Regions from separate parts of the Triticum aestivum genome. Here region 1 is linked to region 2. Evidence: chromatin contacts called from public Hi-C data. All regions are on one chromosome and are shown on one strand. Each heading gives the region's core, a stretch centred on a gene start, on an enhancer-like site or on the middle of the called end of the contact. The rest is flanking DNA. Distances are from core to core; before and after follow the strand shown. Region 1 holds the start of LOC123128372 (transcription factor ILI5). Region 2 has its middle 16 kb from the start of LOC123128371.

What was found. Hi-C and Micro-C count contacts between places; a contact is called where the count stands out from the background.
Region 1: a Hi-C map of leaf shows a contact between it and region 2, with 7 times the contacts expected there. The contact joins the promoter of LOC123128372 here to the enhancer-like site in region 2. A contact is called at or near these places in 2 of 5 Hi-C or Micro-C datasets (both in leaf).

What each region holds. Positions count from the first base shown.
Region 1 is chr6A:542,324,339-542,331,470 of IWGSC CS RefSeq v2.1, forward strand. LOC123128372 (transcription factor ILI5) reads left to right here and starts at 1,792. Exons shown (of 2, transcript XM_044548355.1): 1 at 1,792-2,286; 2 at 2,444-3,297. The coding sequence starts at 2,176. The coding sequence ends at 2,599.
Region 2 is chr6A:542,178,925-542,185,817 of IWGSC CS RefSeq v2.1, forward strand. No RefSeq gene overlaps it. Among protein-coding and RNA genes, the nearest start is that of LOC123128371, 16 kb to the left of the region's middle. Within about 2 kb of position 1,982, at least 5 of the 8 cell types and tissues checked have an H3K27ac peak or open chromatin away from gene starts, as enhancers often do. A contact at or near this core is called in leaf, where this site is marked.

The DNA.
Region 1 (7,132 bases), core at 542-3,041, 150 kb after region 2:
GTCGGGATATGAATTTTCCCAACGTGTCGAGCCAGCGGGCGCAGGATCTGGCGCCTCTCCCGCGGCTTTTCACCGACGAGGATCGCCGTGTCCACCGGAGGCGCGTCGCCTCGCCATCGCAGAGAAGGACGTGGAAGCCTTGGTGCTGTTGCGTGGAGGCTACCCGCAGGACATCGTCGACGAGCGCCAGTTCTACAAGCAATTGAGATCGGAGAGGGACGCGAGGAGGAGGGAGCGAGCCGTCTATCGGGAGGACAAGCGTTCGCGGAAGCAGGCAGCTCAATTGAAATTGAAGCTACGAGAAACGGCGGGTTGGGACTTTGAAGGCGAGGCGTATGCTGACGCCTACATTCAGACATCGAAGGAGAACATTACCGAGTCGGAGTCAGAAATCGACGAGTAGTGGTCTTTTCTTTTTATCTGTGTATGCTAGAATTATCTATGTATCTATTTTTATCTGAAAAAATGGCCGGCGGCGTCGGCGACGTAGCAGGCGGGCGAGGATGTGAATCCAATATGCCACCGACCAGCGGGCCTGGTAAAAAAAGAGGGCGAGCGCGCGCGCGTCCGTCTCGTGTCCGCGCCGACGCAAATCCGGTTTAAAAATGAGTCTGGAATGGGTCGCCCGCGGACGAAAAACGGACGCGCGTCCGTTTGGGTCGGCGCGTTGGGCCGCCACTTTTGTCTGCACCAACCCAAACAGACGCTTACGGACGAAATGGGTCGCCCCATTGGAATTGCTCTAAACCCCGCCAAACCGAGCCCACCCCATGCATGCAGCAGACCAACTCTTAACTAATTACGTATAATTATACCACTGTATCAGACGTTTACATATGCATGCATGAATAAAAAACCGTAGGCGTACGTGCTGCGTCACTCTCCCTCAATCATCGCGCTGAATCTAGGCGCTTATCTCCTGCGTTAGGTGCGTTTGCTGCACATAAAACACGTACTACTACTAGTTAATCAAAGCGGCGTGTCATGTATCACTGTGCTGGCATGCACACAGCACACGACAAGGGAATGAAAGGCGTATGTGCATGCATGTACGCGTCCGCCCTCACGTCCCGGGCAACCGGCCGGGGACAGGGCATCTTTTGGGTCTGGCGCTCGACTTGTTTTCTTGTGGATAGTGCGGACATATATAGTTGATTGATGTAGTTAATAAAAGACTTGCCGCTGATTAGAGAGTTGCTGTGCTGCACGTATGTGTGCAAGTGCAATACAATAGTTGCGTCCGTGTCCGTTCTCACGACAAGGACAGATGGGTGAAGGCTGAAGAGAAGAGGTCATGGATCCATGTCCCTGTTTAATTAGCTTTACAAAGGTGCGTGTTCTTTCTCCGAACAGCTTATTACTCCATGACCAAAACTCTCAATTTGCACTAGCCGACTAATTAGGCAATGCCGATGATTGACAGGGGTTCGATTCGTCCACACATCAGTTCGTGGTACATACACGTACGCTTAACGAGACTCGGAGCCAGGAGACCGAGCCGAGGGACTTTCGCTTCGGATAACATCAAATCACAACCTCAAACGCAACAAATGATCTTGTCGATTTCCTGGACGTTGCTGCATCGGTCGGCATGGCGAGGAGGCGAACACGTCTAGCCAGGGGTTCTTTCCCGGTAAAACTGAACAGTCCTGCAAGGCGCATGGGGCACGTGGCCAGTGGTGGGTGGTCATTCAAGTGGGGCCCAACGAGCTGCCTCTCCGCCTGTGGGCTCCACGCGCCGATGACAGTGGGCTCGGCTCATCAGTGATTAGACGGAGAGAGACACGCGGGCCCGGCTCACCCCGTTAGCGTTCCTACTTTTGCTCTCCGCCAGTAGCTAGTGCTATAATTACTTGCCGGGGTCGAATTATCTCCGCGCATCTACATCGTTCCCCAATCCGTTCTCCGCCCTATAAAGACACCCTCTCCCTTTCTGTCTCCCTCACACACTCCTCCAGCGATTGCACAACTAGAAGTTATCCAGCGAGTATCCTGAGCGGCTCGACGTCAGCGAGGGCCTCCCCGCGCTCACCGGCCAACTGCCCGGCACCTTTTGAGCGTACACACTGTGTGGCTTTGTTAGCTAGCCGGCGGGAGTCTGCAGTCTGCTTGCTCCGGCACTAGCTAGCTAGCTCATCCCGGCCGGCCAGCGACGCAGCAGCGGCTAGGAAGACGATGTCGAGCAGAAGGTCGTCGCGCGGCGCCATCTCCGAGGAGGAGATCAACGAGCTCATGTCCAAGCTCCAGTCTCTGCTCCCCAACTCCCGCCGCCGCGGCTCCAGCCAGGTAACTTGCTTAGCTTAAGCTTACCACCACAACAGCGATACACACGTACGCACATTACTCCACCGCTTGCCAGCTAGCTGGGTGGTTGCATTGTCCGTGCGAGTTTGACTTGCACGAAGCCAGCAGGAAATAACGGGCGAGTGAAATGAAAATGCAGGCGTCGACGACGAAGCTGCTGAAGGAGACGTGCAGCTACATCAAGAGCCTCCACCGGGAGGTGGACGACCTCAGCGACCGGCTGTCGGACCTCATGTCGACCATGGACCACAATAGCGCCGAAGCGGAGATCATCCGCGGCCTCCTCCGCTCGTGATCGTACTACAGCGCCGGCCGGTCGATCGGCGAGAGCTCAACCGCCAGGACAATTAAGCGGCGGCGGCGACATGGGTCTCTCCGGCCAGCCGGACACGTACGAGAGCTTTGCTTAGCTAGGGTATATATATCGTCCTCCACATATTTAAATATGTACCGTCTCTTTTCTGCTCCCTTTCTGCCTAGATCGTGTAGATCGAAAAATGTACTACGTGTCTCTAAGCTTCACTCCGTCTGTACTACGTAGGGCATTAGCTTAGCTAGCGTTCCTACCTTGGGCCAAAGCTTATCCTCGCGCGCTGGCTGCTGCTTGAGCTAATCTCTCGATCGTCTCCTCCGTGTGCTGCTAGCCCCTCGCTAGCTCGGAGCTGGATAGATAGCTCCCCCCCCCCCCCCCCCCCCCCGTCCTCCTGTCTGCCTCTTCCCCTCTTCTGTTGTCCCTTTCTTGATCTACTACTCGATCTGTAAATTTAGTTGGTGGCATTGGATCGAGTTGTGTCCTCTATAGACAACCGACCGACCACTACTACGGTACTACTACTACTACCTGGAGCAAATTAATATCATCGTCATGTTGTACCACCCCAGCTTTAACTTTTGTTGGAATACGTACTACTACGAGATCAAATTAATACTAGACTGGAGTGTACTGTTCATTTTTATGTACGGTATTAAGGAATGCAAATGATGCCGGGCTCTCATGGTTGCTTCCTCTATGCCCTCTCGCCCTCGATCGGCCCTATATATCCGTACGCACGCACGTGAAGCAACGCGTTTACTTTCATCAGGTTAAAAACACGATGATTACGCTATGCTATTTATATACTTGCATATAGATCCAGTGGTACCACTTGACATGTATGGAATGGCCCACTTGTGGTTGCGGTGGCTCCGGCTGTTTTGACGCTACGACCAGTGACTCTCCTTGTGCTACGGAAATGGCACGGCGTTGTGTGAAAAGAGTGCAAACCCGGTCTCTCTCTGTGTGTCTCCGCACCAGTGCATGTGTCTCCACTTGGGTTTGTCCTTTCTTTAATCAGCACTGAAAGAAAATAGACGAGGGGATCAGGAAAGGCTTCGCGTCAACCGCCTTGTTTTGCCGGCTCTTCCCTTCTCTTTCTGCGCGCGCACCGCGCATTCATGTTTGTACGATCGATATATCCACCGGCGTACTACCAGACGAGACGACGACCGGGTGTGGTGAAGTCGCCCACCCTACAACGCCGGCCGATGAAAAGCATCCGGCTAACATACCGTCTTTGGACGAATTAGGCCAACTCCAACGCACGACTCCAAAGGACGCCCGTTTCCCTACTCGTCCGGCATCTTCGACTCTGGCAGCCTGCAGGTGCGCGACATGGACGGCACCAGCGTTCGATGTGTGGCATGAAGATGAGGTGTTCGTTGAAATGCCTAAGAAGAGGAGGAAGAAGAAGGTAGATGCTGACATATGGGTCCTACTTGTAATAACGGTAAATATGATAGTCAAAATAATCAAAATGGGTTCTGCATGTCATAAACACATTTAAAATTGGTAAAATGGTAATCATACTCGGTAGTTTTTTGCCAAAAATTAAGTAAATGTGGTAGTCTGCTATCACTGTTAAGAAAATGATAGTTCAGTGGGACACAAACCCCAAATATGATAGTTTTTTTTTGTTAAATGCTCCATGTAAAGTACTCTCTTCGTTTCTAAATATAAGTCTTTTTTGAGATTCCACTATGGACTACATACGAAGCAAAATGAGTGAATCTACACTCTAAAATATGTCTATATACATCCGTATGTAATCCATAGTGAAATCTCTAAAAAGACTTATATTTCGAAACAGAGAAAGTATTTAGCTAGCCAAATTGTCAACTTAAAACTACATGCATGCCCTACACACCCAGGCGGACATAGTATATAGAATTGGTAGAGTGACATAGTAAATAGCTAATCAAATTTTAACCCTGGTGGCCAGGAAATAACTAACCTTACGAGTTTTCTACAAACCTGGTATAAACGCACACATGCAATCACGCACTCACTCACTCATATGAACATACGCATCTATACCCTACTCGCAGGAACATCTTTGAGAGACATGGGTGAATGGTGAATGGTGGACAGCTAGCCATATAAGCACCTTATAAGATTCTTTTAGCTGCTCAACATGAGTGAATGGTGGACAGCTAGCCATATACAGCGCAACAAACTAACGTGCATCTGGCGCAGCCAAGGACGCGCGATTTCCCTGTATGGACAGTCACTGGTTTGTGCAAGTTTCTTAGGGGTTTCTTGGGCAAAGTATTACGCGCATACACGCATGTGCCCTATCACAATGTGCAGGTAGGTTCGTTTAATTGCTGATGATGGGTGGACAGCGTTGCTATCTTCTGCAAGGAACCCCACATGCATGCCAATGCCATGCTACTACTACGAAACAGTGTGCATGATATGTACACTGGCCGTAGCGGCTAGCTAGTTCGACGGCGGCGCAGGCAAGAAGGAAAAAGAAATAGTGTCTTTTTGAAGAGAGCGTTCTCTCGGGTTTCATAAACTGAAACCACAATGTCTTTTTTTTACAAACTACAGCCCTAACAGTAAGCTAAAAAACGAGGCGACGAGACGAGAAATGAAACAGGGAAACTCCACACGTTGCCAGACTGACCAATCAAATGGCATGCACAACATCCCCATCTCCTATGGTCTCGGGCCATGAAGGTGCGGAGGACCTTGGCCTACATGGGCGGGAGGGACCCTGTTCGCATTCTTGTTAGGTTAAATGTCTAAGTTGGGATTGTGATGCGGTGGCGATGCCTCTCAGTAGGAATAATGTCTCGCACGCTCTATCCCATTCTCGATATGTCCAGTGTCATCGGAGGGCGTGTGGAGGTGTGTATCTGTCGGAACTCGCGGGATTCGGTCAGTGCTGATGTTCGATGGATTTGTTTAGATCTGGCCCTTGTTGCTCTTCGCTTGGGTGTTTACAGGTATGATCCTTCCGATCTACGACTTTTTTCATCGACGATGGTTACTACTCTCGTGTGTTGGTCCTATGGGGCCTTAGCACGGAGGCTTCCCGACTGTTTCTACATCAAGATTTGCCCGGCTCCGATGAGAGAGAGGCGATGACGATGACACGCCTTCGACTCGCCCCAGTGCTTGCAGTCGTCGCTAGGTGGTGTGTGGATCTATTGTAATTTTTATTACCTTTGTGTTCTTTGTATTACCATGATTGGAGATAAATAGATTGAAAGTTTCTCACGCAGAAAAAACATGATACACAACATAACAGTAAAAGACAACTAAAAGGAGCCAGCTGGGCGAATTCTTGCATAGCAGCAGCGTGGCAGTATAGGCCGTAGAGGATGCCAGCAGCACACCATCAATCCATGATTCCGTTGAGCCCCACTCTTCAGCCATGCACAACTTTAAAGACTTCACTTGCTATCATTGCACATTCTTATTCCCCATCTCAGTGTTTATTGACTTGCCTTCTTTTCCTAGAAATAATTATAGTTGCAGGTTGTCTGGCAATCATATTAACAGGAACACAAGGGTCAGAAATCTTATTGTTATCAAGAATTATGTTGTTCCTCGATTTTTCATGCCGTCCAAAAGACTACAAACACCCCAATTATCATAAGGTGTTTCTCATGTTTGTTGAACTTTTAATACAAACTACAAATTGAATGTAAACTTCAAAATGTTCGAACATTTTAAAGATAGAGCATTGCATGAAAAGATGATCAATATATTCATCCTCGCCACAAGAAGGACAATTTTTACTACCACTCCATCCTCTCCCGACCAGGTTATCTTTAGATAAGACACTATTTCTAAGCACCAACCACATAAAGACTTTAATCCTAGGAGGCATTTTGACTTCCCAAAGAAGTTTGTAAGGAAGTTTAACCCCATTTTCCAGTCAGCTATCTATAATATCATTTAAGAGAGTAATTCCACTTTTGGTCAAGGTCCATCTAACAACGTCCTTTTGATAAGTGAGTTCAAGATTCTCACAAACCTCTTTAACATGATCTCATAATTATAAACAATCTCCCACGACATCTTTCTAAATTGCATCCATCAAGACCTTTATTAATGACCTCAACAAAAGAGAGGTTTTGTCAAAATGGATGTTATACAACCTAGGGTAATTAGTGTTAAGAGGTTTGTCACCTATCCACTAGTCTTCCCAAAATCTCACATTCACACCTTTACTCACAATGAATTTGCATAAGGAAAAATCGGTCCTTATGTTTAAGTAATTCACTCCAGAACTGAGAATCCTCGTGCCTAGATTTAATGCCAGCCAAACATAGACCTGTCTGATACTTACTGAGCGGGATAGTTTGCCACAAGCCTTCTGAATTAAAGATTTTTCACCACTGTTCACACAATCATGCTTTATTCATTAGTGCCATGTTTTCGATTCCTAAGCCACCAAAGTCTTTAGGTCTACATACTTCAGACCATTTGACCGTGATATTTTATTAACCCGAACAGGTAGCCCATAAAAGGACATCATAAAGTATGGAATTCCAG
Region 2 (6,893 bases), core at 732-3,231:
AGGTAGGGCAAACGGAGCCTAATGGGGCTCACAAGCTCAGGTGGCATGCCCTAAGAGGGGGGGGGGGCACGTGAGCTTATGGCTCTTTGGTGATCCCTCTAGTAAATTCTTGTGCCAATATTTTTATATATTCCAAAATAATTCTCCATAAAAATTTGTCCGATTCTAAGAACTTTTTATTTCTGCACAAAAACAACACAAAAGTAGTTCTGCTGAAAACAACGCCAGTCCAGGTTAGTTTCATTCAAATCATGCGAATTAGAGTCCAAAACAAAGCAAAAATGTTTGGAAACTCGATACGTTGGAGACGTATCAAATCCCTTGATTTCAGCACAAGTGTAGGTGGTTCTCTCTTAGAAAATGGATATGGGAAGCTGTGGTTTCGTCCTGGTTGCTCTCTGAGAGTTGGTGGAATGGGTGGGGCTATATATAGGCAGCACCAAAAGTCCAACCGTTACACACCTTGATGCACTACTCGATGGGACCGGGTGAAATCACTCGGTAAGACCGACTGGTACATGATCTAAACTTTATGCTTTTTGGTGAGACCGGATGAGACAACTCGGTGAGACTGATGGATGATGACCTAATCATTTTCGACACTTCAGTGAAACCGATCGAAACTACTTGGAATTTGCAAAATGAAATCGATAGGCAACAGAAGATTGGCAAGTGCTCTTTGGTGGGACGGAAGGGTCATCTCGGTGGGACCGAGTTGCTAGTGTTTAGGCAGTGGCTATGTCAATTGTTTCTTGGTGGGTCCGGATAGATATGTTTTGGTGGGACCGAGATAGACTTTAGGGTTTTGGACATGGATGAATGTGAGAGTGTGGATGAGGGTTTTGAGCAATTTCTCTAAGCACCTGAGCAGTTAGTATATGCCTTCCTCGTAGGAATGGAGGGAGTACACACAGATTCATATAATAAAGATTGAGGTATAAGCCACGTAGGCATCAACTTAACCGAACTGGAAAGACAATCGAACCTTAGCTTTTGTACAAAGAATGCCCAACCAAGAATGAAAATTACAATCAAGATCGAAGAATCCTTTGAGCTTGAAGTCAACGCCCGTCACTCATGCCTGACTCCACCGCAACAGCCACCAAAGAAACATGAGGCGGATCACCTCTTCACTCGAGTTCGACGTGGTTTCATCGTTGGTCGCAACTTTTTAGATCTCCAATTTAGCTCACTAAAGATGAACCTATTGCCGCTGAAAGAATTTGACTAGTGCAGCACCTTGGTCATGCCATCAAACCCAAAATCTGACACCCCCGTGTGACTATGTCGGAGGAGGAAACGAAATCCACCACCCGCCAGCCACGAACCCAACACATGATCCAACATAAGCTGTTGCCGATCAGACCACCGTCCGCATTTGCTCCTGAACTACCACCCGAGCTCCGAGCCGACGCCGGAGCAAACGTCGTCGGAACGATGGAGCCCGAGGACAAATTCACCACAAAGGATGCCGTCGCCGGCACATCATCCCGCTTGAACATACTACCACCTAAACGGCTAGACCGATCACCGACCACAGAGCAGAAACGCCGCGTTGGGAAAAGACGAGGACTTTTATTCATCATCGTCGTCGCTATTCCCGGAGCCAAGACGTCGAGCAACTGAAAACATAAGCTACTGGGGTCGTAATCCTACACCTATACGTACGTCGATCGGTACATTATGCATGTCCACCGAAACGACGTTAATGGCACCCATGTTTCGGTGCGAATTCTCGGGAGCCGATCCATTCCGTGAACCTCCTTCCTACTCAATCATGGACGCATGCATGCCCCCTGCCCTGCGCCCCGCGTGGTTCCCGGCCCCAAACTTGCACTGGATGATGCTGTCACTCACCTAACCTGGGCCTTGAGCGAGATTATTAGCTCGCCAGGGACGTCAATTCACACACACACACACATATGATCGATCGGTCGATGTGGACGTGAGAGGGGCGTGGTAGGGTGCACGGCACGCGCGCGGCAGGCGCATCGCAGCTGTCCGTGTCCCCTGCTCGATCGCGCGCGGCAGCATTAGGTGCGCGCGCGCAGGGGCAGGCAAACATCGTGCCCCGCGGGCAGCGGTGCAGCCCGGCCACCACCACCACCGCCGCCGCCGGTCCCCCCCGGCACGCACCCGACCCGACCCGCCCCCAGCCCAGGCGCCGCACCGCCGTACGTACAATACATGCGTGGGTCGGATGCCGGTGGATCGACGGAGGTGACGCCTCACCGGCTCACCGTCCGGGGACCGGCCGCGCGGCGGCCTGAGGCTGGCTGACGACGGCCAGCCTGGTGGTACGTACACCCGAGGTGACGGGCCCGATCGGCGACGGCGCCACACCTCTCCACGCCACGCGCGCATGCGACGACCGAAGGAGCGGCCGGCGCGGCGGCACGAAGCAGCTCGCGATTGGCCGCGAAGAGTTGACGCCGTGCCGTGGTACGGGCAAGCCGTCGCTGTGCGAGTCCGGACCTCGCCGCACCGTGAAGTGGACGTGATGCATATCGTATTGGCTCCAGGTTCAGAAGAACGGTGTGTGAACTTTACAAACTCTACTACACCTACACGGATCTGATCGCCATTCTTGGTGAGGTAGTAAATTGGCTGGCCGACCGTGGGCGGGGCGAGGGACCGATCGAGCCGAGGGCCGATCACGTACGCACGCGCCGGTCGAAAAGACGACTCAGCTTCCTATCTTGGGACCGAACCAAATTAGACATGTAGGTTGAGGACCATGAAATCTCCGAGCGTGGTCCTGCGCTCCAGCTGCCAAGATCGTGTTTCACCAGTCTGCGCTCGTCAAGTTCCTGCAGCTCCTGCCATGCGATTCGACAGTCACGTAGGCACGTACAGCAACCGCGTCTGCATGGACCTGCCTAGCTTGATTGTATTGTCCTGAGGCCACTTACTTAGTATCGTTTGCCTGTCACTCTGTCGCCGTATACAACGAAGAGAAGTTGATTTTGTTTCGTGATGTGTGCCTATAGGGGTAGTACGTACATGTAGTAGATCTGGGATTGTCAACCTGATTTCTTTTTCCGGGGACAACTTCATATAATAGTCTATAATTGATAATCTCCAATTTGATATATATTGATCATCGTTGGAGTGATAACTTTTTCTTTTTAAAGATCCAGCGCTGCTGGCATTTCATATACTAGTACATATGCCCATGCATTGCACCGGAGAAAGGTTGACCATCCAACCAAGTTAAACACGGTCCGATTGCAATTATATGTTAAGTTATATCAGAATGCGGAGTTAAATCCTTTCTGCTCATCTTTGACAACAGAATGGTGTGTTACTTTCTCTAGGGATAATCGGAACCCACTGTTCACTCTATTGATTCCTGGAGCGGTTTATTGATTTTCCATACAACTTGCAAATGTATATAAATTGATGAGATTTAGTGTAAAATAATGAAAAGGCGGTTATTTAATTTGATAAGTAAACAAACCCTCTCGTTTGGATTTAAAGGGCTTGACAGTCAAAACTCTACGACCAAGTGATAACCTCGCATGAAGATTAAGTGCATCTAGTTGTAACCGGTGACCGCATGGAGAAGCAGCTTTCAATTGGAGGAAAGAAAACCCATCGCATACATTGGTTGGTGCTCTGTAACGATTTGCTAGAGAGATTAAATCATGCATTTTTCACGAATGACCCAAAAACAACGAACCTACTCATTGCACCTGGCTTAATAATAATGGACGGAGGTGATAGACACAAGTAAGAGTTAGCTCAATTTACTCACTCAAGGTATATTGTTCTTTTTTCAACAAATGTTCAGAAATTTTAAAATGTTTGCGGAAACTCCAGAAAGTTGGAAATTTATGAAATTATTCGCATTTTTATATATTTTTATATATTTTAAAAATGTTCATGATTTCAAAAAATGTTTCTATTTCAAATTTTGTTCAATCATTAAAAAACCATGTTTTCCAAATTTGTTTGCAAATTCAAAAACATTTCAGGGGTTTTCATAAAAAAATTTGGTTTTAAAAAATTGTTCACAATTTCAAAATATTTTCCCTTATTTAGGAAACAAATTTCTGTTTTCAAATTTTGTTCATAAATTCAAAAAAAATAGTGTTTTCATAACTTGTTCGTAAATTCTTAGGGGAATTTCACAAAATTTTCGCATTTTTAAAAAAAGTTCATAATTTCAGAAAATGTTCCCCTTTCCAATTATGTTCCTGTTTTTCAATAAATGTTTACATTTTCAAATAGTTTTTGTTCGTAGTTTTGAGAAATGTACAAGTCTCTAAAAATGTCTTAACATATTTTGGAAATGTTTGTTTTTCAGAACTATTTAATCTTTTTGAAATAAAATCACATTTGAATTTCAAAAAAGTTTACATCTTTCTATGCATATAGTTTATATAAGCGGAGCTGTAATTTTTACACAACAAATTGAAGAACTACACTGCCTTAGGGGCGTGGTTAACTCGCGTGAGGTGTTGTGTTTGATTCCACTTTAGGCATAGACTTTTGCTAGTTGTTTTTATGTTTTGCCACTGCCGATTATTGCTTTTAATTAAAGTTCGCGCTGCTAGTTTAACACAGAAACATATATGGCCATAGTGGTTAGCAGCGTGGGTTTACATGCTGCAGGTTCGATTCCCACTTGGGCCGTCTTTTTAGATGATTTTTTACAGGATGGAAAACTCAGCGCGAGGCCAGATGATTTTGGACGAACGAAAAACGTCGGTACCATGACGGACGAAAATATATCTGGTCCCACCGCAAACGAAAAAAGTGGAGAAACAATCCTTCCTTTAATATTAGGTAAAGATAAAGATTAAGCAGGAAGCAATGAGAAAAGCAAATACGTGGTGTAGATCCTAGGATCAAGGGTCTAAAAATGAGAATAAAATACATTAGCCAATCCCTGCCCGTGGCTGAGCGAAAGGTAGCTCTAAACATTTTGCTCCTGCTTGGTGCCATAATTGGATCACCCGCCATGTCAGTAGTCAATGTCGATTTCCTCCTGAAGGTGCATTGATTTTGTTCCAACCAGATCTCCCAAAGCACAAGCATGATGATTGACTTCATCCTATTTCTTTGGCTTCTTGTTGTATTTGTGACGATCCTTTCCACAATCTCAGTGGTTCGATCAGAGGAACTCCAGTGCACCGGGCTAGCCGCCTGGCAGCCAGTCCAGGTCGCCACCCTCTCCCAACCGAACCTGGTGATCGGGCATTGCCATAACAGATGGCCCGAGCATTCTAAATTTCTGAAACAAAATTGGTAGAAGTAGTTATTGGCTCAGCCACGCCTTTGCAGCCTATCATTGCACCACAAAGGATTGAGATGAAGAAGCCAGCTGAAGATCTTCAGTTTCGTCGGTGCCCAAGTATCCCAGATCAAACTTTTGAAGATTGTTTTGTGCGTGCCGTGGAATTGAGCACGGTAGGCAGGAGCAGCAGAGTAGGCTCCATTTACCGTCAACTTCCACTTAATATCTTCTTGGCCCTCGGGGTTTAGAGTTGGCCTGGCATCGTTTATCAGTCGTGCCATGCCCAGGAATTCTTGTGGTAGAGGCGCAATATTACCATGGGCCAGATCCTTGATCCAATTGTCAGTCAGCAGGGCAGCTTTTACTGGTGATCGGGCAGTTTTTTTCTCCCGGAGTGTTTGAACGGGAGTGGGAAGGCCTTTCTGAGAGTTTGGCTATTGACCCAAGGGCAGCTCTAGAAACCTGCCATTTCACCATTACCAATGATCACCGTTGTCACCGCATTGAAAATGGCTTTGTCCTTATCATCGCAGGGTAAATCCATGCCCAACCATGATCGTTGGGTTTTCCCCCAAGAATTCTGTAACAATCTTAGCCGTAGGGCTCTGCTAAATTTTTCTAGATCAAGGATTCTGAGGCCTCCATACTCCGCCGGGGAGCACACCTTGGTCCAGCTGACTTCACACTTGCCACCGGTGATTTCCTCGTCTTGGACCCAGAGGAAGCATCTTCTTGATTTCTCAACTTCCTTGAGAATTTTCTTCGGGAATCGAAGAGCAGTGATGGTGAAAGTTGGCAGAGAGCTAAGCACGACGAGAACCAGGACTCGTCAGCCTACAATGGAGGAGCTTCCGTTTCCAACCAGCGAGTCTGGCCCTGTTGCAGTCAAGCACAAATTGTTGATGCACCATTCTGATTCTTGAGAGGGTGATCGGCAGACCACGGTAGGTTATTGGGAAGTTTTTAGTTTGCCCACCAAACCTCTGTAGAACCTCGGCTAGATTAATATTTCACAACAAATGGGAGTGCCGGTTGATTTGCTCAGATTTATTTTCAGACCCATTGTTCACCAAAGTCTTGGATGATTATCATTAAATTATCGATCTCCTCTTGAACTAGGTTTGCAAAGAGCACTGCATCATCCGCATACAAACTGACATGTAGCTTCAGTTCCTGGCCCGATAGTGGCTGGATCATACCACTATCTGTTGCCACCTACAGGAGGCGGTGAAGAGGGTCAATCAAGAGGATGGACAACAGGGGGACATGGGGTCCCCCTACCACAGACCTTGGCGATGCAGCAACACCGTTCCAGGCACGCCATTGAGCATGGACGCCAAGCTCGAGGTAGACGACAACATGGTGATCCAATCTCTCGAGCGAGCACTGAGCCCCAAGTTCTAGAGTAGCTCGAGGAGATACTCCTAGGAGACACTGTCAAAAGTGCGGGTGATGTCTAGCTTTAGCAAGACGGCTGATGTTTTTATTTTGTGCAAAATTTGGACTTCATGTTGCATGTACAGAAAACTGTCATCCACCTAGTTTTCAAAAAAGCAGTCTGGACCGGGGATATGATGTCGTTAATCACTTTGGAAAGTCTGATGGATAGTACCGCGATGAGCTTAGCTGTTGAGTGGAACAAGCTGATTGG